4 separate regions of the Sus scrofa genome follow, and regions 1, 2 and 3 are each linked to region 4. A link is a contact called in public Hi-C data. All regions are on one chromosome and are shown on one strand. Each heading gives the region's core, a stretch centred on a gene start, on an enhancer-like site or on the middle of the called end of the contact. The rest is flanking DNA. Distances are from core to core; before and after follow the strand shown.

Region 1 (6,119 bases), core at 758-3,257, 270 kb before region 4:
AGCTGCAGCTGCCAGCCTACACCATAGCCACAGCAGTGCAGGATCTGAGCCACACCTGCCACCTACATCATGGCTCTCTGCAATGCCGGATCCTTAAGCCACCGAGGGAGGTCAGGAATCGAACCCGCATCTTCATGGAAACTAGTCAGGTTCATTACCGCTGCACCATATTGGGAACTCCCTTCTCTCTCCCTCTCTCTTTTTTTTTTTTTTTTTTGCAATCTGACTATTCCATAAGACTAGGCTCTTAATACAATATTTTTGCTCCTTCAGAAGGAGTGAAAATGTAATCTCTATGAGTGAGTTCTGGAATAGCCTGGGAAGGAAATCCTACAGATCCTTTTGGTGCTGGCTCATGGCAGGACCCTCACAGGAACAAGATCAAGAGCATTCAGCCTCTGCTCAGGAATTGCCCTGGACGCTGCCCAATAGGTCTGTCTCACTTGTCCTCAGATCTTCGAGGCTCCTCCTATTTGCAATTATTTGCCTGACTGGACCCCACACCCCAGTGATACCTTCCTGACAGCAAGCAGGGCCTGGTCTCATGTCCAGCAGGTCACAGGAGGTCTAGCCCTGCCCAGGTAGGGCCTCTGGGGTGCCTCGTATGTGGGTTTCTCAAGGGCCCCTCAGAGACCCAGGGTGTTCGGGGCGGGGGGTGGGGGGGAGGTGAAGCTAAGAATCAAACAGAAGAGGCAGACCCTCTACTTTCAACCTTACCAAACCTGAATTTGTAGGAGAAAGGCCATTTTTGTTGGGAGGTTTCAGGCATCCGGGATCTGGGTCCACCCCCCACTGTCTATGTGGCTGGCTGGGTCCTCAGGCCCCTGGGCTCTGCCCACCCCGAGGGCATCACTCAAGAGTTCTCTGGGGAAAGAGTGAGAACAGGCAGGCTCCTTCTGTGGGGAGTGTGTGATTTGAATCCATAATGATTTCTTTGTCTGATGAATTCCCCCCAGCCATGCGGGAAAGGCTGCCCTGAATGAAACTGCTGTTCTAGGGAGGGCTGAACACAAGGGCCAAATTGCAAAGGAATGAAGCAAGCAGCCTGCTCTGTGCTGATTTTCATGAGGAGGAGCTCTGTTTGGGGAAGGGGGGCCCCCTAAATCCCATCAGAGGCAGTACCGGAGGGAGGGCCCTGTGTGGCCCTTTACATGTACACATGCGCAAAAGGGGGAAACCAGACTGCTTCTGGCTTGGTGCTATTTTCCCCGTTGTTTGGTTTTTTTCTTTTTTAGGGCCTCACCCACAGCATACGAAAGTTCCCAGGCTAGGGATCAAATTGGAGCTTCAGCTGCCAGCCTATGCCACAGCTACAGCAATACCAGATCAGAGCTGCATATGTGATCTAGACCACACCTCACAGGAATGCCAAATCCTTAACCCACGGAGTGAGGCCAGGGATCGAACCCGCATCCTCATGGATACTAGTCAGCTTCGTTTCCACTGCACCACAACAGAACTCTGCTTTCCCGTTCTGGAGGGTCCCCTGCCCCCTGGGCTGGGCTCTGTCCTTAGAGCAGAAACCCAAAGTCTGTGTCCCCAGCATCGCCTCCCTAAATAGCACCTATTTGGAGAGAACTCTGGACACAAGGGTTGAGTTTCAACAAATAAAACTCGCTTGTTAACAAAATGTTCTGTTTTTCCTGTTCAGGGTCCTCCTGAGATCACAACGTGACGGGTATGAGTCGGCCGGGCCCTGGAAGCCTCCAGAAGAATAAACACTGTGCCTTTGACCTTCTTTGCTTCCCCTCTTACTGAGCCAGGCTCACTGGATGGGGGAGGACAGACCAGAGGCCACTCACTGTCCACACCCGCGACTGTCTGTTTCTCCCCCAGGAATGGCTTTCTCATCTGCTCTGGGCCCCATGCGGGCTCCCTTCTCGGGGGCCCAAGTGACATCAGCCAGTGCTTCTCTCCCTGAAATGACAGAAGGGCACTGTGGGCTTCCACAAAAAATCCCAACAGTTAGCACATGACGCTTCAAAAGAGTGCGAAAAGATGGAAAGAATTTCAGGGCGCGGTGCGCTGGATTACAGGGTATGACTCAACTTTGCAGGGGGAAGAAGAATGGGTCTGATGATCAGAGATTAAAAAATGTGTTTTTAGCAAAGGCTCAGGATATAGAACATTTCAAAGCCTATGGTTTTAATCTGTTTTGAACAGTTCTTTCTGCTCTGTTAGCTCCATTTATTGTTACAATCAAGTCAGCATTCCAGGGTTATGAGTAACCACATGGCGGTTGCTTAATGCGATGGGCCACTCTCTGGACACTGGTTTTTTGAGAGGAAAATAGATTGATTCTCGGTGAAACGTGGTGAGACCCTGGTAAGCCCCGTGCCCGGTGACGGTGAGGTCCTACTCGGCTGTGCTCAGCAGAACCGGACAGGGGGATGTGCAGGCCGAGGACAGACAGAGGGACAAAGTCTGCAATGTTTCTAGGCCACGCAGCCACCAGGAGCGAAATATTTTGAAACCTGATGCTCATATGTTATCAGCATCCATGGTATGAGGGATGGAAACAGTCCCTTTTATCTTCATGAGCCCCAATCCATTCCAGTACTTTCTTGATTATTTGCAGAGATGTCCAACAGGATGGGGAGGAGGCAGGGGGAAGTCAGGAAGGGGTACTCGCTGCAGCCTGAAGAAAAAAACTTTCCCAAACATTTAAGGGCCTTCAAATAGGCCCTCAAACCCCGGTTTGATGGAACACAGGGGACCTGTGTTCAAACTGTCCTGAAAAACGTAAGCCCCAAGCAGACGGCAGCCTCTTCTCATAGCCCATCCTGTGCGGGACCCTGTCTGAATGTTGCTCCCCCCACCTCCCCCATCTCCCACCCCCCCAACCCCCGGGGCTCTCCCTTTGTCCCTCTGTCCCAGGGCTGCCTGCTGGGAACAGCCCTGCTCTTCGCTTTCTCACGTAATGGGTGTGACAAAGCCAAAGCACAATGAACTCATTTACGTTGTGCCAAGCGGGCAACCATCCCACGGGCTGTGGGACGTGAAAATCAAGGGTGAGGAAGACTGCACAGCAGTGTGGAAAGGTCCACTGCCAGCCCTTTGTGCCTGCGAAGGGGTGTATGCCGAGAGATGGAGCCGGGGACGTTCCAGGGACGGTCCGGGGACCGAGAGATGGAGCTGGGTGATGGTTATTCCTACTTCACACCCTGAGTGTGAATTTCGGGAGCCGCCCTGTTCTCTCCTTCTAAGAAACTGCTCCTCTTCGGAGCTGGAGCCGTGACGGGGCTGCAGGACTTCCGAGAGGCCAAGGGTACAGGTTTGGCCCAAGGACTCAGCGGCTGTCTCAGATTTCACGGACTGCAGCATTGTTCTCCTTTGCAGAGACTTGAGCTGCTAAGGCAATTCCTGGGGACCTTGCGCCCACTCAGAGAGGGTCTGCGAGGACCCGATTTCTTTTCAAGGAGAGAACTTGTTTTGGAATTAAGTAAGGTCTTTCAAAAGTCCTGTAAACAAGCCACGCATTTCAATAGCTTGCACACTGCCCGCCTCTACCTTCTTATCCTGGCTGCCGTGCAGAGTGTCGCAGTGGACGGACTCAGTTCTCAGCTCTTCTACTCACCAGCCTTGTGGCTGTGGAAAAACCCATCCACTGTCTTGGGCCTCTGTTTTGACAACAGTCAAATGGGGACCGAATTCCTCTCCGATCTCCTAGGATCAGTTGACATCCAAATTGGAAAATGGATGTCAAAATCCCTTTGCAAATGCCCAAAAATGTACATTATTACGGTGGTTCAATCAGAGACTTGAACGTTCTCCTTTATCTCGCAAATATATATCCGGTGTTTACTATTTGCCAAGGGCTCTGTGGCTCTGGGGGTATAGCCATAAGAAACAATAAAATAAAATCAAACAAATCCCCGGGCCTCATGGAGCTTAAGTCTACCAGACCACAGAACCCTGTGGTGACCGGCCACCGCAGCCCCTATAGCAGAGGGGACGGACGTTTCCAGTGCCCTAGGAAGTCATCCAATGACTAGACGCCTGTAGTCGACAGCTGATTACAATCGGTTCTCAAAGGCCAATGGAATTATCTGAGATAAACCATTCACAGCCGTGTTGGAAAAGTCACAGGCATGTGAAAGGAAACTCAACAGCACTAATTATTGGAAAAAATGTGAACCCACTGTTGTGTTCTGTCTTACAGCTATCATGTAATTCAAACCTACTTCGACGTATCACGTCATACGTCTTGGAATGGCCAACATCAAGGGTCTACAAATAATAAATGCCAGAGAGGGTGTGGAGAAAAGGGAACCCTCCCATCCCGCTGGTGGGAATGTATATTGGTGCAACCATATGGAGGACAGTATGGAGGTTTCTTAAGAAACTAAAAACAGGAGTTTCTGCTGTGGTTCAGCAGTTAATGAACCCAACTACATCCACGAGGATGCAGATTCAATCTCTGGCCTTGTTCAGTGGGTTAAGGATCCGGCGTTGCTGGGAGCTGTGGTGTAGTTTGCAGACACGGCTCAGATCCCAAGTTGCTGTGGCTGTGGTGTAGGCTGGCGGCCACAGCTCCGATTTGACCCCTAGCCTGGGAACCTCTGTATGCTGCAGGTGCAGTCCTAAAAAGACAAAAGACCAAAACAAAAACAAGCAAACAAACAAAAAACCCAGCTAAAAATACAACTACCATGTGACCTAGCAATCCTACTCCTGGGCATATATCCCAAGGAACCATAGTTTGAAAACATACATGCACCTCAATGTTCATTTAGCACTATTTACAATAGCCAAGACATGGAAATAACCCATGTGCCCATCAAAAGATGACTGGTTTAAGAAGATGTGGTGTACATTCATACAATGGAATATCAGCCATAAAAAAAGAATGAAATAACGCTGTTTGTAGAAAACGAATGGACCTAGAAATTATCTAAGTGAAGTAAGTCAGAGAAAGATAAATACATGAGATCACTAATATGCAGAATCTAATAAAAAATGATTCAAAAGAACTTTAAAAAAGAAAGAAAAAAAAAAAGTCATGGGGGATTCCTCTGCCCACTGCCAGGTCCTGCCCCAAGCTCTGCCTCCTCTCTGAACTCTGCCACCACTGCCCTTCCTAAGGAAGCCTTCTCAGACTGGAAGTGTGGGGCACTGACAATCCCAGGTGCCACCTCCATCAATGGGAATGGATTTGGGGGACTTTTCTTAGAGGGATGATTCTGATGAGCAGACCTCAGAGGCCTGGCAGGATTAAGCCCAAGGAGTCCACAGGGACCCCTTTCACTGGCTCCTCCTCCTCACCCTCCCTCCCCTGTGCCCTCACTTCTACTTCCTGGTACCACTGCCTCCTTCAACTCCCTGCCACCACGCCCTGCAGGCACTGCCTTTAGGGAAACCCAAGCTATGATATTAACCCCATTTGTCTGCATGCATCATATACGGAGGGTGGAGCCTCATCACCACGTACCGGAGTAGAACACCACTGGCCATGGGCAAGAATGTGGGGAATCTGGCGAGTGATGTCCACTTCCCTTCCCCAAGCTGAAACGCACAGAAAACAATCTCAAATCCTACCTCCAGGACGTCGAAGTTGCAAGTTGCGTGATATTCCACATCGAAGTCGTGGATGGTGAGCTGAATGCTACTCCCGGGGGAGGAGTGAATGTACCAGATACACTCCTTGTTGGCGGGGTACCCCACAGGGTAGCCAGGACTACTGAAGGTGCCAGTATCGCCAGACAGCTCTCCACCACAACCTGTTAGAACAGCAGGGCTCGGTCAGGTCAAAGAGGGCATCAGGCACTGGGAAAAACTCAAAAATCCAACCATGCAAGAAAAAAACAGAAAATGCATCATGTCTAATTTAGGCAAAAAATTATAAAGCCATAATAAAGTTTTAATTAAGTAGTATTAAAACAATGAAAAAAATCATGGTTATAGCTTATTACATTTATTCTTTTTCTTAAAAAATACTCTGATTATAAACTGTGGTGCAAAAATTCTCAGTCCTTATTCTCTCCACATCAAACTTTTGGTAGTATCTTCAAAATGTCATTCTAATTTTTTTTCCCCCACTGTACAGCATGGGGACCAAGTTACACATCATTCTAATTTTTAGATTTTCTTCATTATATTTAGGTAAGACTTTCCTAGTA
Region 2 (5,742 bases), core at 29-2,528, 350 kb before region 4:
CAAGGGTGATCACACATTTAGGGAACCATCCAATGTAAAAGGCAGAGACAAATGGAAGTAAATAGGAAAGAGGAACCTAAAGGAAATGGACCCCCAAAGAGCCACTACAAAAAGCTTCGAAATTATGACGAAAATATTCACATATGTAGGTGAAGATATTGAATATATATGATATCGTCTGATAGTCAAAAAATGATGGTGAAATGATAATTACAGGTATGCACGTCCTCAAAAGCATAATCACCCATGCCCACGTCCTTAGGGAGCCACAAGAGCCTGTGCCTCACCGAAAAGAGGAAATTAACCAAGAAGGGGAAATGCACATATCATAAAGCCCAGCCCAGGAGTGGCAGGAAGGGACTTGCAGATTTGATGAGTCTGGGAGCTCTGGACATGGCAGCGGGAATCAGGCTGGCAGCTGATGGGCAAAGGCTCTAGGAAAGCATTGCTAAGGAAAACGAATGGAACCAATAGAGGCGTTTTATTATATAAGGCGGGGGATGTACACCCGGAGTGGAAAGAGTGTGGAAGAATTAGTGACAGATACACAGAAAACCAAAAAAAAAAAAAAAAAAACAACAAAAGTGTAAAAAGGATACAATTATGATTATTTCTCCAAAAAACAAAAGCAAATGCTACAACAGTACACGACCTGGCTTAAGTGGGAGTAGTCCCTATAACCAAAGTAATGCAAACAAAGAATGACAGTTTAAACAGCATCTCTGAGAGTATTTGGGGAGGAAGTTGGGGGTGGCGGTGGGAAGTGAACTGAACACGACCCTGTGTGCATTTGCAGTAATGGTACGGAGGTGTCTGAAGACAGCTAAATCTTTATCTTGCAAAGTTGAAAAAGAAAATCATGGACTTGGAAAATAGACTTGTGGCTGCCTGATGGGAGGGGGCGGAGTGGGAGGGATCGGGAGCTTGGGCTTATCAGACATAACTTAGAATAGATTTACAAGGAGATCCTGCTGAATAGCAATGAGAACTTTGTCTAGATACTCACGTTGCAACAGAACAAAGGGTGGGGGAAAAAAAAGTAATGTATACATGTAAGGATAACTTGATCCCCTTGCTGTACAGTGGGAAAATAAAATAAAATAAAAAAATAAATAGATAATGCTTAAGAGAGAAAAAACAGAGAAAGTGTAGAAGAGGGATATTATTTTGAAATAACAACATAAATACCAAAAGAAGTAGCTGAAAGAGTTCAAAGTGGGTGCCTTTGGCATCTATGATTCAGAGATGGGGAAATGAGAAGTAAGACATGATTCAGAATTTGTGGTTGATGCCGTAAATTTATTTTTTAGTTGAGTTCTGAAACTATGACTTTTCATATTATCCTTCCTGTAGAGCATGAGAATATTCTGCTGCTAAGATTCCAAAGGACTGGAGTTCCCATCATGGCTCAGCGGTTAAAGAAACTGACTAGCATCCATTGAGTATGTGGGTTTGATTCCTGGCCTCTCTCAGTGGGTTAGGGATCCAGTGTTGCCAAGAGCTATGGTGTAGGCCACAGACATGGCTTGGATCCCGTCTTGCTGTGGCTGTGGCTGTGGTATAGGCCGGTGGCGGCTATAGCTCTGATTCAACCCCTAGCCTGGGAACCTCCATGTGCTATGGGTGTGGCCCTAAAAAAAAAGACAAAAAAAAAAAAAAAAAAAAAAGATTGTGAAGGATTATATTTCAGTAGGACCTCAAAGGAAAAAAAAAAAAACCAAAAACTGTTAGCATAGGCATCAAAATTTAGTAATGGCTGTGTAATTCCAAGTATTTTTATATTTTTTTATTTTCTGAACTCTCCAAATAGCATTCAATAGCATCCATTATATTTATAATGAGAGAAATTGATGAAAATTAGTATACAAGTGAATTTCTGTCACTTACAACTACATAATAGTATTCACTGCCCAAGCAAAGATAAGAAAATGCTTTAAAATATGATATAGTATGAATGGTGAATTTTTTTCCCTACTTCATTCTTGTCTCTGTATTATTCATTTAACAATAGGAAAAAAAAGTCCCTTTAAAATCAGCAAGCTTAGTCCCAAATGTTCTGGCTTCTGGATAAAAGACAACATACTGGGTTCCATGATTTCCAATATCTGATAAAAGACAACATTTCAATCCTTCAGATGTTAGAACGAAGGAGTAAAATTTGAAGATTTTTGAGGCTTGAATACGATCATTTTAGGGCAATACAAAGAGAGAGTAATACAGAGATGTTCCATATTTTTTGAATTTCACTCCCCAGCAGGAGACAAGGCAACTGAAAAGAAAAGGAGCTTGTTCTTGAAAAGGATAATGATATTCCTTCTACTAATGATTCCTTCAACAACTGCTGTGTCTATTACGTGCCAGGCACTGGGGATGCAGCAGGGAACAAAACTAAGCACACGTCTCAATGGTGCCCTCCATCCTAGTCGGGGGAGCAGCCGATACACAGACAAACATATATGTGGACTGTCAGCTGGGTGTGCAGTGAAACCAAGAATGCAGGGAGAGGGCCAGACCAGGTGGGGTGGGGTCTATTTCATGCAGGGGCTCAGGGAAGGCCTCATGATCATTGGAGCAGAGCCCAGAGTGAACTGAGGCAGGCACTGGGGAGGAGCATTCCAGACAGATCCCACAGTGCATGGGAAGTTGGCTGTGGGAGCATCTCAGTACAGTCCAGGAACAGAAAGGAGGCCAGGGTAGCTGGACCCCAGTGAGCAAGCAGGGGGCGGGGGAATTGAGATGAGACGTGGGGGTAGCAGAAGGAAGGGGCGGCAGATGATACAAGGCCAGGCAGGCCTTTGTGAAGACTTGGGACTTCCATCCGAGCCAGATGAGAGCCCATCAGAGGATTTTCAAGGAGGGCAACATGGCGTGACATAGGTTTAAACTCATCGCACTGGCTGCTGTGCTGAGATGCAGAGAGACAAGAGTGGAAGTAGGAAGACCCGTTGAGAGTTATTGTAATAAATCTGAGTGGTGATGGTGCTGGATGCGGAGGTAACGAGAAGGAGTGGTGAGACAGGCTGGGACCTGGGACCCTTTGCTGCAGGGCTTGGACCTGGACAAATATCTCCTCGTGCAACAAAATACAAAGAAACCATAAGGGACTCAAAACAACTGTGTACATGGGCAGCTGAGATGAATTATGGACAAGAATATACCAAAAAAAATTTCTTTTGTGGCCTCTTATCAATTTATCTTGATTCAGGAAGGCCAAGAACCCTGGTCAGTAACAGTCAGATTCTGGTTCTTTCTTAAAGATCCAGCCACTGAGACTTGCTGGTGGATATAGTACAAGGTGTGAGGGAAAGGACCCCAGAACAGACATCAAGGCTTTGGACCTGAGCCACCAGAAGTTTGGGACAGTTATTTACTGAGATGACACAGACTTGGAAAAAGAGCAAGCTGGGAGGAGAAATATACCAATATTCATCTACGATTAATCCAGTACACGTGCACACGCATCTGGCATCCCAGTTAACAAGCGTGGGGTTCATTTGCTTTACTTGCTGGGGGAAGCTAGGAATGCTGAAGGCATAATCTCAAAGGCTGAGCTTGGCAACCCGGAGAGCAGGGAGCCACAATCTTCCAGAAGAGTCACTAGGAATGTCCAGCAGAGGAGAGCACTCACCTGCTTAACACATTTGGTGGCGGCTTGTGCTGCCACTCTGGTCCCATTTAGTGACATGTTACCCATAGGCTTAACTTTTCTCTGTTTACCCAGGTTTGCTACCTGTAATGATCAATCACTCCTAAAATGTATCCGACCTATGAGCCTGCTGTAGATGGTGACAATTAATAGTCTCTTAAAGCAGCTTCTATGTTTTATTTAATTCTTATTGTGAATGTCTATTGTGATTTCGTTCTATCGAAAACACTTAGAACTGGTGCGAGATATAGTTGCACTGGGAAGGGGGGGAATATCCCTAATTTTCTGACTATGACTTAGGGGTCAATCGGTGCCTTAAACAGTGACCATCAAGTCCCTGACTGCAGGGGACACTTACTGCCACATGCTCACTATTGCAGAATGGATGGGCTTCCAGTCTCAGGTCGTTCAAAGTCAGGGTGACCCGTCTTCCTTCCTGCACAGTGATTCTCCACTCACACATCCAGCCGTGAGGGTTGGGGTTCAAGTAGTTGGGGGCAGTAAACGTTCCTGTAGGGCCCTGGAGATCCCCACCGCACCCTGAAGGGAAAAGAAAACAAACAAGAAAACTTCCAGTCCAATCAAAAGGGCCTTCCTATAAGGAATGTTCTCAAAAGTGAAGCATCTTTTTATTGTTCCTCTAGACAAAACCATTGCCCTTATTTCTCACGTGTGCACGCGAGAATTTATGGAGATCATCTGTGTTCACCTCCTATCTGCGATATTTATTCTGCATCTCTGCTTCCATGGATGATCACTCACTGGTAGCATTTTATCATCATGGCCCAATAAATATGAGAGATCAATAAAGGCAGTAATCATAAGAATCGGGAAAAGCAGAAGGCTGAAGTAATCGTCCCATTTTGTTCAAGACAAGACCTTGATTCAGTCTTTTGTTTTTTGTCTTTTTATGGCTGCACCCATGGAATACGGAGGTTTCCAGGCTAGGGGTTGCATCAGAGCTGCAGCTGCTGGTCTACACCACAGCCACAGCAATGCCAGATCCGAGCCATATCTGTGACCTACACCACAGCTCAAGGCAACGCCGGATCCTTAACCCACTGAGCGAGGCCAGAGATTGAACCTGTGTCCTCATGGATGCTAGTCAGATTTGTTTGCACGGGGCCATGATGGGAACTCCCTCAAGACAAGACCGTGATTTCACCTGAGTTTGTAAGGGAATCTGGAATGCGGATTCGGAGTCCCTGGAGCACTGAGGACCTGGCTTCCATAAAATGAATAAAGAGCACGGCTCTCACCTCACAGCATCCAAAACTTTAGTTCCTTCCCTTTGTAGCACTGATGGAAGTTGTAAGTTTTCATTTACTGGTATGACCATTTTTTTTTTCTTTTTAAGGCCACACTTGTGGCATATGGAGGTTCCAAGGCTAGGGGTCGATTAGGAGCTGTAGCTAATGGCCTATACCACAGCCACAGCAACGTGGGATCCAAGCCATGTCTGTGAACTATACCACAGCTCACAGCAACACTGGATCATTAACCCATTGAGCGAGGCCAGGGATTGAACCCATGTCCTCATGGATATTAGTCAGGTTCATTAACCATTGAGCCACAACGGGAACTCCTGGTGTGACCATTTGATTAATGTCTGTCTCTCCACTAAACCACTAAGGTCCGAGAAGACAAAGGACGTGGTGTTTCTCTTTAGTTATTGTAACACCGGAGCAAAGAGTGTCTATCCAGTGTAGGTGCTCAACTTTATATATATATACTTATATTTATATATATGATTCTTATTATATATATATATTCATTACCTATATTTATTATATATTCATTACATATATCCATTACATATATTCATTATATATATAATATGTGTGTATATATAGATTCATTATACACACACACACACACACACATATATAAAATGAATCAAGGAACTTACCTTCCATGCTAGAGTCAAACCGTAGCCTGAATCCCGAGGCAGTGAGAAAACCATCCGTGACAAATCGGACCAAAGCAACATTGCCGGAAGTGTCTATGCTGTCAGGAACAGTATTTCCACAGTATCTGCCCAATAAATTACCTGTGAGAGTCAAATCATTAAGTAGGTATAGGTCCGGGTAATTGAT
Region 3 (6,310 bases), core at 574-3,073, 300 kb before region 4:
GCAGCAATCTTTAATTTTACTGGGATGTCCTATAAACAGAACTCTAGGCTGTCTGTCCGTCTGTCTAAGTATCTATGTATCTATCTATCCATCCATTCATTCATCTATTAGTTTGCTTCCACTGAGGACAAAACCAGAAGAAACATGCTCAATTTGAATACAAGAACAGTGATCAACTATCAGCAAGAAATTTCTCACGGAAATGCTCTCTAGTGCCAGAATGGACTGCATTTCACTACTGTCCAAAGCAGTCGCAACTTTTCAATAATAATAAAAAAAAAAAAAAGCCCATAAACTATGTGTGTCCTTGAATCTGAACCAGCTGAGTTTCTGGAATCCCACGTTAACGCCTGCCTTCTTAGCCTCTCATTATCTTTACTTGGCTCAAGCTGTTCTTCATCATGACTGGACACATTCTAAACCCCAGCGACAGCACACACCTCCGTAAGCATAGACACTGAAACAAGCCAAGGTCGCAGATGCAAATGAGGGAGCGGGCAGTACCTCGCAGGGGCGCATCACTGTGACTGCCGTCCAAAATTTCTACAAAGTCCCGGGTACATGTGCTGCTGCTTTCAAGCCCAAAGTGGCTGAAGGAGAGGGTGATATGATTGACTATAAGGAGAAAAGGGGAGACTGTTTAATGACGTTCTGGCAAACGAAACACACAGCGAATAAGATTTTTACCTCGGATGATTCTCCGGCAGCTTCTTCAGCAGGGAAGCAGTGAATGTGGAAGATGGGGGGGAGGGCATGGGGGGCGGAGAGGAGGAAAAGGAACCGGTTCTGGTAAAAGCTTTCCTGTGAAGGGCAACCGAATCGATGGTTTTAAAAATGCCTCTAGGAGCTCCCCTTGTGACACAGCGGAAATGAATCCGACTAGTATCCATGAGGATGCGAATTCGATTCCTGGCCTCTCTCGGTGGGTTAAGGATCTGGCATTGCTGTGAGCTGTGGTGTAGGTCCCAGATGTGGCTTGGATCCAGCATTGCTGTGGCTGTGGCGTATACTGGCAGCTGCAGCTCCGATTCGACCCCTAGCCTAGGAGCTTCCATATGCTGCTGGTGCTGCCCTAAAAAGCAAAAAAAAAAAAAAAAAAACAAAAAACAAAAAACAAAAACAAATAAACAAAAAACAAACCCTGCAGAATCTGAAATGCTGCTACTGGTAAGGTAGAGGACCCTTGGGTAGGCTTATTCCACGGACTCTGGGGAACGTATCAGCCATTGCTCTGTTCCTCTCGGAAGCACTTTTCATAATAGAATAGTTTCCTTAGATTCTGACTCTTTACCTGTGCTTATAAATGCATCCCATCTTTCCCCTGGTGCACGTCTCCTAGCATTCTCGGATTGACTTTAAGGCCAGAACCAGGGGCCTAGAGGTCGAGTCACTATACAGAAAGCTTCGAATAATGTGCAGAACAGTACATGTTGGGGTACCTTTCCCTTTGGTTTTTCTTTGAACCTGTGAGATCTTTCATCTAAACACTTCACCCCTCAGTAGCAATTATCCTTAGGTATAAAACTGCTAGCCTCAAGGCAGGGGTCTTCTTTCTCAGTTCCTGGCTGGCTGGCCACTCTCTCTGGCTAAGGATTTCCTCACCAACCCCCAGATTTACATGCAGGGCAGTAAAGAGAGCCTTTTGGGAATGCTTAACATCCCTAGGAAAAATGTTAGAGAATACTTAACGCCAGATACTTCATTTTTTAGATTAGCTAATGGGGCCTGGTGAGCTTTAGTGACTTGCCTATTATCACAGAGGTCATTCATTTTAGAGCAGAGTCAAGAATGACTCTGAAAGGCAAGAATGTAATGCCTTTCCCACATTATGTCTGCAATCATACATTTTTCCTGAAAACCTCAAGGCAGGGCAGGGCTTATTGGAAACAGGATTCATAATGGACCCAGAATTACCCTTTGCAATCATTTCACTTGTGTCTTGAGGGGTCTCCTCATTTTCTTTGTAAAACGTGGAGTTCCCACGGCGGCACAATGGAAATGAATCCAACTAGGAACCATTGAGGTTGCAGGTTCGATCCCTGGCCTTGCTCAGTGGGCTAAGGATCCGGCGTTGCCATGAACTGTGGTGTAGGTCACAGAGGCGGCTTAGATCCCCCGTTGCTATGGCTGTGGTATAGGCCGGCAGCTACAGCTCCAATTTGACCCCTAGCCTGGGAACCTCCATGTGCCATGGGTGCAGCCCTCAAAAGACAGAAAAGACAAAAAAAAAAAAAAAAAGAAGAAGAAAGAAAAAAAGAAAAAAAAATGTGGACACTAATCTTTACCAGCAGATTATTACCAGATCAGAACAGAAGACTCTAGGATTCTGAAAAGAAAATAGTGGAAGCACTTAGGAAATGTTTCTTCAAGGCCTATGCTGGGATTCTTGAAAACACATGTCTTGGTGGCGAGACCAGGTTTTATAATGAACCTCCGCCTTGGCTGAAGACCCATGGCTCATGGTACTGCATTCCCAACTATGAGTTATTCATTCTCGACTTCATGGTTCTTATTATTCATTTTTTCATTCGGCAACTGCCTTGAGCATCTAATGCACTCAAGGCACAGGCCCCCAAGTGACTACTTTCTCCATTACTTTTGCTTGCCCCAATTTCACGTGTCTGTCATTTCAACAAGGTTACAGGGTTTGGTTTTGTTTGGTTTCCTTGGCTGGGCCTTGAAACTTTTTTTTTTTTTTTTTTGAAAAGGAAAATTAAGAATAAAGAGTAAAAATGATTTCCTCTTAGAATAGGAAATCCTGTTCTCGTGCACATCAGGAACTGAGACTTCCAAAAACAGAAGAGGAAGGCCATCCATTGTTACCATGGAAGAGATAAGGGCCTGAGTCACAGCTGGCTTTTCCCACAGACTCCATGCATCCTGGATTCTTTTTTTATTTTGGTTACTTACACGGAGGCTGAGCTTGGATGATCCAGCTGCAGTTCTGATTGTTTGGGTAGCTGGCAGGGAACCGTGGAGAGGAGATGGTATCGAAGGAGTCGGTGAGGATGTGGCCGCCACAGGCTAAGGGACACACAAGCACACACGTATGTCAGGCACGTTGGATTGCTCCTGGCTCTACTGAGCAATTATGTGATGAATGAAAATGGAAGTGATGTCTCCTCGTTTCTTTTTTTTTTTTTTTTTTATGCCGAGGACGTTCTTGGCCAAGGAAGCTGCACATAAACCATGAGAAAGTGGGGATGTGCTCTACATCTGTCATGTTATTCTTCAATTACAGGAAGTGGGCAGTGGCTAAGAACAGCAGATTAAATGGCTACGAATTGCCTGAATCACTCCACAAGATGCTGGCACTGATTCACGTACTCTGCCCACTTGTAAATTATAAGCATAGGGATAACCTCTTTACGAACCAACATCTCTTTTAGGAAAATAAATACCCAATTGACTTCACAAGGGTGGCCGTAGGTTATCCGGGACAGGCGAAGCTCAGTGGGAGTAGAAGTCGGGGAGTCTGCTCCCAAGTGGGGGGAGTGTGATGCATCTTGGAAGGAGACAGAGGCTGAAGGAGGAACAAGGGGGAGAGGAAGAGTGGTCCACGGAGGGGGCAGCCCGAGCAAAGACAGAGAGGAGGGTGGGGGCTGCACCACACAGACTTGGCTGAAGCGTGGCACGCTGGAGGAGGGTGAGGGTGATGCTGGGAAAAGGTGGGGGCAGATTCTGAGCCCATGGGGGAACATCCAGAGATGCTTGGGTTCCATTCTCTAGTGGGTGTGGAGCCAGGACAGACATTGGATCCCTGAAGGTCATGATCAGAACTCATTACTGTAAGGTGACTTTGGAGAATATGCGAAAAGAGTGGATGACACTGAGGAGGCTGCTGGCATAGCCCAGGGAACACCTGTTGGGGATTTTTTTTTACTATGAAGCAAAAGGTAGCTGATGAATTAAATGGAAAGAAAAACTTAAGAAATTGTTCCTTCTTTGAAAGAACTCTGCAGTTTGTCTCCAAAGTCTATGGTGTGTCTTCTGGATGCCTCCATGCAGAAACTATCCTTGGCCAGGGCTCTTTACTATAGAATATGAGCAAGTCCACTGAAATGGGCTAAGTGATTAAACAGAGCATGTTTACTGGAAATGACAAGGCTTATTGGAATGAAAACTGGAGGCGCACGGAAGCCAATGACAAGCCACTCCTCTAGCTCTGGGTTCCATCTCTGACAGTCAGTCTCTAAAAATCCCAGATGAGAGGCAATGGGTGAAAAGGTTTAGTAGGAAGTGGAGACTTAAGGAAAAAACAATGGGAGTTCCCTGGTGGCTTAGCAGTTAAGGATTCTGCATTGTCACTGCTGTGGCACAGGTTGATCCCTGGCCCAGGAACTTCTGCATGCCTGGGACATGGCCAAAAAATATAATACAAATAAATTTTAAAAAGAAAACTTCCACATGCCCTGGGCATGGCCAAAAATATAATAATACAAATAAATTTTAAAAACAAAAAACAAGAGAAAACAATATTGATTCTTCAGGTGGAGGGCAACCACTGCCTCAAGGGTTAGAACCTGACTCTAACATTAGAAGCAAGTCTTTTTTTTTTTTTTTTTTAAAGTAGGAATTGTGTTGCCTATTTTATTTTATTTATTTTATTTATTTTTTTTATTTTCCCACTGTACAGCAAGGGGGTCGGGTTATCCTTACATGTATACATTGCAATTACAGTTTTTCCCCCACCCTTTCTTCTGTTGCAACATGAGTATCTAGACATAGTTCTCAATGCTATTCAGCAGGATCTCCTTGTAAATCTATTCTAAGTTGTGTCTGATAAGCCCAAGCTCCCGCACAACCACTATGGAAAACAGTATGGAGGTACCTCAGAAAACTAAATATAGATCTACCATATGATCTAGCAATCCTACTCTTGGGCATATATCTGGACAAAGCTTTAATTGAAACAGATACACGCACCCGTATGTTCATTGTAGCACTATTCACAATAACCAAGACATGGAAACAACCTAAATGTCCACTGACAGATAAATGGATTAAGAAGATGTGGTATATATACATGATGGAATGCTACTCAGCCATGAAAAAGAACAAATCATGCCATTTTGCAGCAATATGGATGGAACTAGAGACCCTCATCCTGAGTAAATAAGTCAGAAAGAGAAAGACAAATACCATATGGTATCACTTATATCTGGAATCTAATATATGGCACAAATGAACTTTTCCACAGAAAAGAAACTCATGGACTTGGAGAACAGATTTGTGGTTGCCAAGGGGGAGGGAGTGGGATGGAGTGGGAGTCTAGGGTTAATAGATGCAAACTATTGCATTTGGAGTAGATAAGCAATGAGGTCCTGCTGTACAGCACAGGGAACTATATCTAGTCACTTGTGATGGAACATGATGGAGGATAATGTGAGCAAAAGAATATATATATATATATATATATATATGTATGACTGGGTCACTTTGCTGTACAGTAGAAATTGACAGAACATGGTAAATCAACTATAGTGGAAGGAATAAAAATCATAAAAAAAGCAGCAAGTCTTGTAATTTATAGTAGGTTATCTCTTAGCATAAAACCTTGGATAAATACTAGATAGGCTGAATCGTCTTAATTATTAGTCAAAGGCAAAAGTTACAAATATCGACAATTGGAATCACTGCAAATCATACTTATTTTCATTCTGCTTAAAATATTGCATGTTAAGTAGAAAGCTGAGGACTGGGCTGAGGACTGGGCTCATTTTATTGCAGCACCAAGAGGGTCACTTAAGAGCAGATAATGTGTGCCTGGGAGAGACCGCACAGAACTTGCCTTGTCGAAACTGAGCTCGGAAGCCCCGGCTCTGTCTGGAAGGGCCAGACTGAAATCGCACAAAGAGGCTGCTTCCTGTAGAGATGATGGGGTTGCTCAGCTGTTGCCTTCCACACACGCCGACCAGGCGGGCGGTTGCAGAGCTTAAACCGTCAAATGCCTGCAAAGAAAGGCAAAAGGGAACTTTGTGGTTCAGAACTTCAGATTTGCATCCACGAGGCCCATTTCCCACTGACTATCTGCATGTTGGCATCTATAAGGCCTGTCCTCCGCTGACTGCGTATCGGGGTCTATGAGACCCAGGTTCCATGGCCTGCCTGCACATTGGGGTCTATGAGGCCCACGATCTACGGATTGTCTGCATGCTGGTGAGCTAGTGGAAGGAAAACACATTGGCAGGATCTAGTGCTTTATTTGATTGTTTCATCAGGCACTTCTATTGGAGTACCTGAGTCTTTGGTCATTTCTCAGAACACTGCTGGGACTCCAGTAGGAGTTTCTGTGTCAGAAAAACTCGCT
Region 4 (5,624 bases), core at 50-2,549:
GAAAAACAAGGATGCCCACTCTCTCTGCTCCTATCCAATACTGCACTACAGGAAAAAAAAAAAAAAAAGATTAAAAGCATAATGACAGAAAGAAGAGATAAAACTGTCATTAATTGCAAAGAATATCACTGCTTCTTTGAAAAAACTACCCACAGACAAATTACGTGCAAAGAAAAGCAAAGGGATGAGAAGAAATAAGACACTCTTTTAGATGAACACTACCTCGGAAAGATATGCCTTACCAGATAGGACTCGAGTAAAATAAAAGGGTGTAATATCGGTGTAGAGATAGACCTCAAGGGAATATCATAGAGCACGCCCCCCCAAAACCCCATGCATCTTAGTTTGGTCTATGATAGCAAAATATCATAAACTGAGTGTATTAAACAACAAACATGTATTTCTCACAGATCTGGAGACTGAGAATTCCAAGATCAAGGTGCCGGTAGATTTGGTATCTGATGAGAGCCCATTTCCTGGTGTGCAGATGGCTGTCTTTTCCCTGGGACCTCCTATGGCAGAGAGAGTTAGAGAGAGACTGAGAGCTGGCTTCCTGGTCTCTTATAAGGGCACTAATCCTATTGTGCGGACCCCATTCTTATGACCTCATCTAACCCTAATTACCTCCAAAGGCCCCTCCACCTACCTTCACACTGGGGTTTAGGGCTTTCAACCTATGCATTTTGAGGGGACAGAGGCATTCCCTTCATCACACCAAGTACATGGAAATTTGCTTTATGATAGACTGGGCACTGTTCTAACCATCTAACTGGAAAATCATGGAGAGAAGGACCCTTAAATGGGAGATATACCATTGTATATCCAAAGCTTTTCCTGAAGCCTTTCTATAAGAGAGAGCCAACCTTCTCTTTCAGCCCCCGTCGTCCTGAATGTGAAGCAACATATACCTTGAAAAAGAGACAATGACTGGATGGTTTTCGCATCCCTTGAGGTGCCAAAGATTTTCTTGACAATTCAGAAATTCCATACCTAATAGCTCACCGTCCAAAAGCAAAATTAATTTTATATTAACATAAAGTCTAACATTAACTATAGGAAGCTTGCATTATGTTTGACCATCTCCAAAGCCTTTCTTTTCCCACTCATTGTCTATTTCACCCCAGCCAACAAATCCCATCTTTCAATTCCAATTAAATGTGGATAATATAGACCACCAACAATAGATGTAGGGTCACGGATCGAGTCAGATAACTGAATGTTCTCCTCATCATCTCCAGACAAACCCTCTTTCTGCCTGTGACTCATGGATCTTACACTGGTTTACTGTGAGAACTAAACATGGAGAGGTTGACGCTGTCCCCAGGTGGCAGATGGGGTGAACTGCCTATGAAACGATGCAATCAGCTCCAGGCAGAATACATTTCAAAATGTTTCTCCCTGTGGAGTTTGACAGAAACAGGCAATTTTTGCTCTAACTGCCATGTGTTTCAGCAAATCACACTGGCTGTTCTGAGGGGTCAACTTTCAGGCCCACCAGGGACTGTTTGAGTTCTTTGGCGTCAAACTGCCAGACCGGAGCTGAAACAGAATGTCACTCAGGCAGTTCCAGTTTGTTCTACTCAAGAATTTGTTATACTCAGACCAAGGCCTGGCTTTCAGTACCGAGGGGTAATGACATTTCTTGGCTTGACCATAAAGTCCTCTTGACCATATCATGCTGATGAGATTTTAGTTTCTGCTTACATGAGATTTTGTAATGGGAACAGCATCTAAAATGGTTGATAAGAAAAAAATACAAGGTGACCTATTTCAAAGCAGCTCTATGTTCATGTGATTTGGCCAATGGACCTTCTTTTAAATGGATCTATTAATCAAGTTGGAATTCGTAAAATGTGAGCCCCCCCAAAAGTTTGTAAAATGTGAGACCACCAAAATGACACAAAGTTTTAATCCCAATACTGTTTTTATGTGTGTGTGTGTGTTCTAAAAATATGCTATAATCATGTTTCTGCCAAGGATGGACTATTGTCTTTAGGCCAAAGCTTGAGAAGATAAAGTATAGCATCCAATTAGCTGCCCAGAGGAGAAAGAAGTATGTTTTTTCCCAAAACAATTTTTTATTGAATTATTAGGATGTTGTGTTAGTTTCAGGTATACAGCAAAGTGATTCAGATATATATATTTATATTCTTTTTCAGATTCTTTTCCATTATAAGTTATTATAAGATAGTGACTATATTTCCCCGTGCCATATAGTCAGTTCTTGTTGGTTATATCTTTTATATACAGTAGTGTGTATCTGCTAATCCCAACCTAATTTATCCCTTTCTCCTTTGATAACCATAAGTTTGTCTTCTACATCTGTGAGTCTACGTCTGTTTTGTAAATAAGTTCATTTGCATCATTTTAAAAAAGATTCCACATGTTAAGTGATATCATATATTTATCTCTGTCTGACTTACTTCACTTCGCATGAAAATCTCTGGGTCCATCCATGTTGCTGCAAGTGCCATTATTTTCACTCTTTTTAATGGCTAATATTCCATTGTGTATGTATATGGAATTATATATTCCATTACACACACACACACACACCCATATCTTCTTTATCTACTCCTCTATGATGGACATTTAAGTTGTTTCCAGGTCTTGGCTATTGTAAAGAGTGCTGATACAAACATTGGGGTGCATGCATCTTTTCAAAGTAGAATTTTTTTTTTCCCAACATATAACCATGAGATTGCGGGATTATATGGTAACTCTATTTTTGGTTTTTAAGGTACCTCCATACTCTTCTCCATAGTAGCTGGACCAAGAAACATGCATTTTAAGGGCAGAGAACCTCCAAAGCTATAACATGGCCCGAGCATACTAACCTGAGTAAGCAGGAGCTGGATCGCCCTTGGGAAATGGGTGTCCACACCGTTGGGCACATGTGTAGTCTCCAAGTTTGCCACTGTGGCCATTCTGTTTAGCTAGCTATTGTTCAGTTCCAAGGTGGTGGATCATGATGGCTGGCTAATGTCAACTGCAGAGTCATTCTGTCTACATGGTTGTTCAGTGTTTCTTCTGTGGTGGGATGCTTTCTGGCTGGCATTAATTGATACAAAAATTTTCACACTGTGCATCTCCCATAGTCCCCTCCATATGCCTCTCCCTCAGCCCTCCTTGTATCTAAGGGTCCAGGCCTCTTCTTTCCAGGCTCTTGGCCGGCTAGCCACGCTGTAGGTCTCAGGCCAGGAATCTCTATATAGTCTGACTTTGAGCTGCTATGCCTTCTATGCCAGATGTGTCACTGGCATCCCTACTCATTAGGAAGAGCTTTGCTCCCATCCCCACCCTACTGTCTTTCAAGGCCATCTGGATGTGGCTGCAGTAGAGCCACCAGGTATTCCAGCTTCTACCCACAAACTGAGCCCAACCACCTGTACACCAAGTGCAAGTTTTTGCTGGTTTTATGGCACTTCTTCCCCCACATGGCCCCAGGAGAGCTGGAGGTCTACAAGGAAGGCCTACCAATGCAACCACAGACGGTGACACGGTGTCTGGGCTACCAGCTCCTGCAGCTTACCTGCGCTCTCTGGTCCAGCTCAGGCTCGATTCTGTATGTATCATTTCCATCCCTATTAGGGTCCATGGTGAGAGCTGTTGCTCAGAAGATGTAGAATTCTCCATTGCAGATGATATGGACTTTCTTTAGAACTTAGGGGTCTGCATAATTCTTCTCCCACTAGGACTTCCCGTAAATTACACCATGGACTCGTCCAACAGGAAAAAGTCAGCTGGATTGTATGGGCAAAGCATCAAGGCTCTTATACCACCTGCTGCAGACACTTATCCTGCTCTGGGCTCCACAGAGCGGGCAGCCTTGTGTGTTACCTGGTGTTTGGATCAGAGCATCATTTCCATGTGGAATTTGTCTCCATAACCCAAAGTCATCTAAGAGGTAGTGTGCTCTCTTCTTCTGGAAAAAGATCAAGATACAATTATCAGAGTTCTCCTTGTGGCTCAGTGGGTTAAGAACCCAACATAGTGTCTGTGAGGATGCGGGTTTGATCCCTGGCTTCGCTCAGCAGGTTAAGGATCCAGTATTGCTGCAAGCTACCATGTAAGCTGCAGATGTGGCTCAGATCTGGTGTGGCTGTGGCTGTGCCATAGATCCCAGCTGCAGCTCCAATTAGACCCCTAACTGGGGAACTTCCATATGCCGTAGATGTGGCTTTTTTAAAAAAGAGGATGTTCCCACTGTGGTGCAATGGGATCAGCAGCATCTTGGAAGCACTGGGATGCAGGTTCAATTCCTGGCCCAGCACAGTGGGTTAAGGATCTGGCATAGCCAAAGCTGTGGCTTAGGTTCCAACTGTAGCTCAGCTCAGATCTGATCCCTGGCCTGGGAACTCCATGTCTTGGGGTGGCAAAAAAAAAAAAGAAAGAAAGAAAGAAAAAGATGCAGGTGTCAGGTTTTCACTTTGCCAGGAATATCGAGGCTTGCCTCTGACCGCTGGACCCTCGTACTTTACTGAAGGGGCAGGTCCCTGACTCTGACATGACTCTGACATGACCTCCAGAGCGCATGTTTCTTCTCAAGGCCTCCAGGGTCCCCACCGCCTCTTCCCGGCCCTGCTCAATCAGCATGGCAGCACTGATGTAATGGATCGATGTGACAGCCTATGGAATCTCTAGATTTTATCATGACTGACAGCGGGAGTGTTCAGAGAAGCCTGAAGCAAAACTGTAAATGAATGTGCCTGTCCATTCCATGCGAATGCACGCTCTTTCTGATAAGACTAGAAAACAGCCCCCACCTCATTTTGTCAAATCAATGGCTGCACACCATTCCTCTGAGGCATTTATTCATCCGCTCTAGCCACAGTGCTACATCAAGCACAGCGGATGAAACTGGGGCTCCAACTTGGCTGAGCACGCAATGGTCTTGGGTCATTCTCCTGGATCCAGCTAGTTTCAGCAAGGCTCACACTGGTGAATTAAATGGAAATAGGACAGCAACTATCATCCTTGCATCCTTTTGGTTTAGAGGGTGGCATTTATCTTTATCCCACCTGCATCCCCAGAATATGACCCTGCGATTAAACGTCTTGGCTGGGAGGATGGAAGGGGGTAGTTTCAGAGACTTTCCACTTGGCCTTTCCTAACCATGATACAGCTGTCACGTCCGTCTCAAGGTGAAACCATCCTTGACTCCAACCATCAAGGATGTTGGAATTACACTCAGGGGCTGGGGAAATGACCAACTGGATGGATCGGTGGACCCAGTGGACCTGCTGTGAGCTGGACTTTTCCTTAGGACTCTATCCACCTCCTGGACCCATAATCCTCCATTGCAGCAAGGAGGCCATGGTGTTTGCTTCAGATCTCTGATCACCACTGTCCACTCACACCCTGTGTCCAAAAGTCCTCAAGAAGTCTTGCTCTTCCTCTTCCCTCAGAGTAGTCAATCAAACAAAGGACCGCAGGTCCTTTCAGGGATAGGACACGGGAGTAATTGCAGGAATTACTGCTGAAACATTTCAGGGTTCTTTCTCTAAGTCTCCAGCCACCTCTTGGGTCAATGTGCTCTGAGTATTGGCTCAAATCAGAACGGAGCAGGGGATCAAAACATTTTGCTGGGTAGTTCCCATTGTGGTGCAGCAGAAACACATCCA

Evidence for each region. Hi-C and Micro-C count contacts between places; a contact is called where the count stands out from the background.
Region 1: a Hi-C map of embryonic fibroblasts shows a contact between it and region 4, with 2.9 times the contacts expected there. The contact joins two enhancer-like sites. A contact is called at or near these places in 2 of 47 Hi-C or Micro-C datasets (embryonic fibroblasts and epiblast stem cells) and 1 of 2 datasets of contacts at active chromatin or transcription factors (alveolar macrophages).
Region 2: a Hi-C map of embryonic fibroblasts shows a contact between it and region 4, with 2.1 times the contacts expected there. The contact joins two enhancer-like sites. A contact is called at or near these places in 1 of 47 Hi-C or Micro-C datasets (embryonic fibroblasts) and 1 of 2 datasets of contacts at active chromatin or transcription factors (alveolar macrophages).
Region 3: a Hi-C map of embryonic fibroblasts shows a contact between it and region 4, with 2.7 times the contacts expected there. The contact joins two enhancer-like sites. A contact is called at or near these places in 2 of 47 Hi-C or Micro-C datasets (embryonic fibroblasts and skeletal muscle) and 2 of 2 datasets of contacts at active chromatin or transcription factors (alveolar macrophages and skeletal muscle).

The regions. Positions count from the first base shown.
Region 1 is chr10:43,271,249-43,277,367 of Sscrofa11.1, forward strand. CUBN (cubilin) reads right to left here. Exons shown (of 68, transcript XM_021064811.1): 30 at 5,539-5,720. Among named protein-coding and RNA genes, the nearest start is that of CUBN, 140 kb to the right of the region's middle. Within about 2 kb of position 2,008, at least 38 of the 83 cell types and tissues checked have an H3K27ac peak or open chromatin away from gene starts, as enhancers often do. A contact at or near this core is called in embryonic fibroblasts, where this site is marked.
Region 2 is chr10:43,188,848-43,194,589 of Sscrofa11.1, forward strand. It overlaps CUBN (cubilin), which reads right to left. Exons shown (of 68, transcript XM_021064811.1): 48 at 5,556-5,696; 49 at 4,005-4,186. Among named protein-coding and RNA genes, the nearest start is that of CUBN, 220 kb to the right of the region's middle. Within about 2 kb of position 1,279, at least 4 of the 83 cell types and tissues checked have an H3K27ac peak or open chromatin away from gene starts, as enhancers often do. A contact at or near this core is called in alveolar macrophages and embryonic fibroblasts, where this site is marked.
Region 3 is chr10:43,241,833-43,248,142 of Sscrofa11.1, forward strand. It overlaps CUBN (cubilin), which reads right to left. Exons shown (of 68, transcript XM_021064811.1): 33 at 5,792-5,951; 34 at 2,911-3,024; 35 at 505-615. Among named protein-coding and RNA genes, the nearest start is that of CUBN, 170 kb to the right of the region's middle. Within about 2 kb of position 1,824, at least 10 of the 83 cell types and tissues checked have an H3K27ac peak or open chromatin away from gene starts, as enhancers often do. A contact at or near this core is called in embryonic fibroblasts, where this site is marked.
Region 4 is chr10:43,541,057-43,546,680 of Sscrofa11.1, forward strand. No RefSeq gene overlaps it. Among named protein-coding and RNA genes, the nearest start is that of VIM, 27 kb to the left of the region's middle. Within about 2 kb of position 1,300, at least 6 of the 83 cell types and tissues checked have an H3K27ac peak or open chromatin away from gene starts, as enhancers often do. A contact at or near this core is called in alveolar macrophages and embryonic fibroblasts, where this site is marked.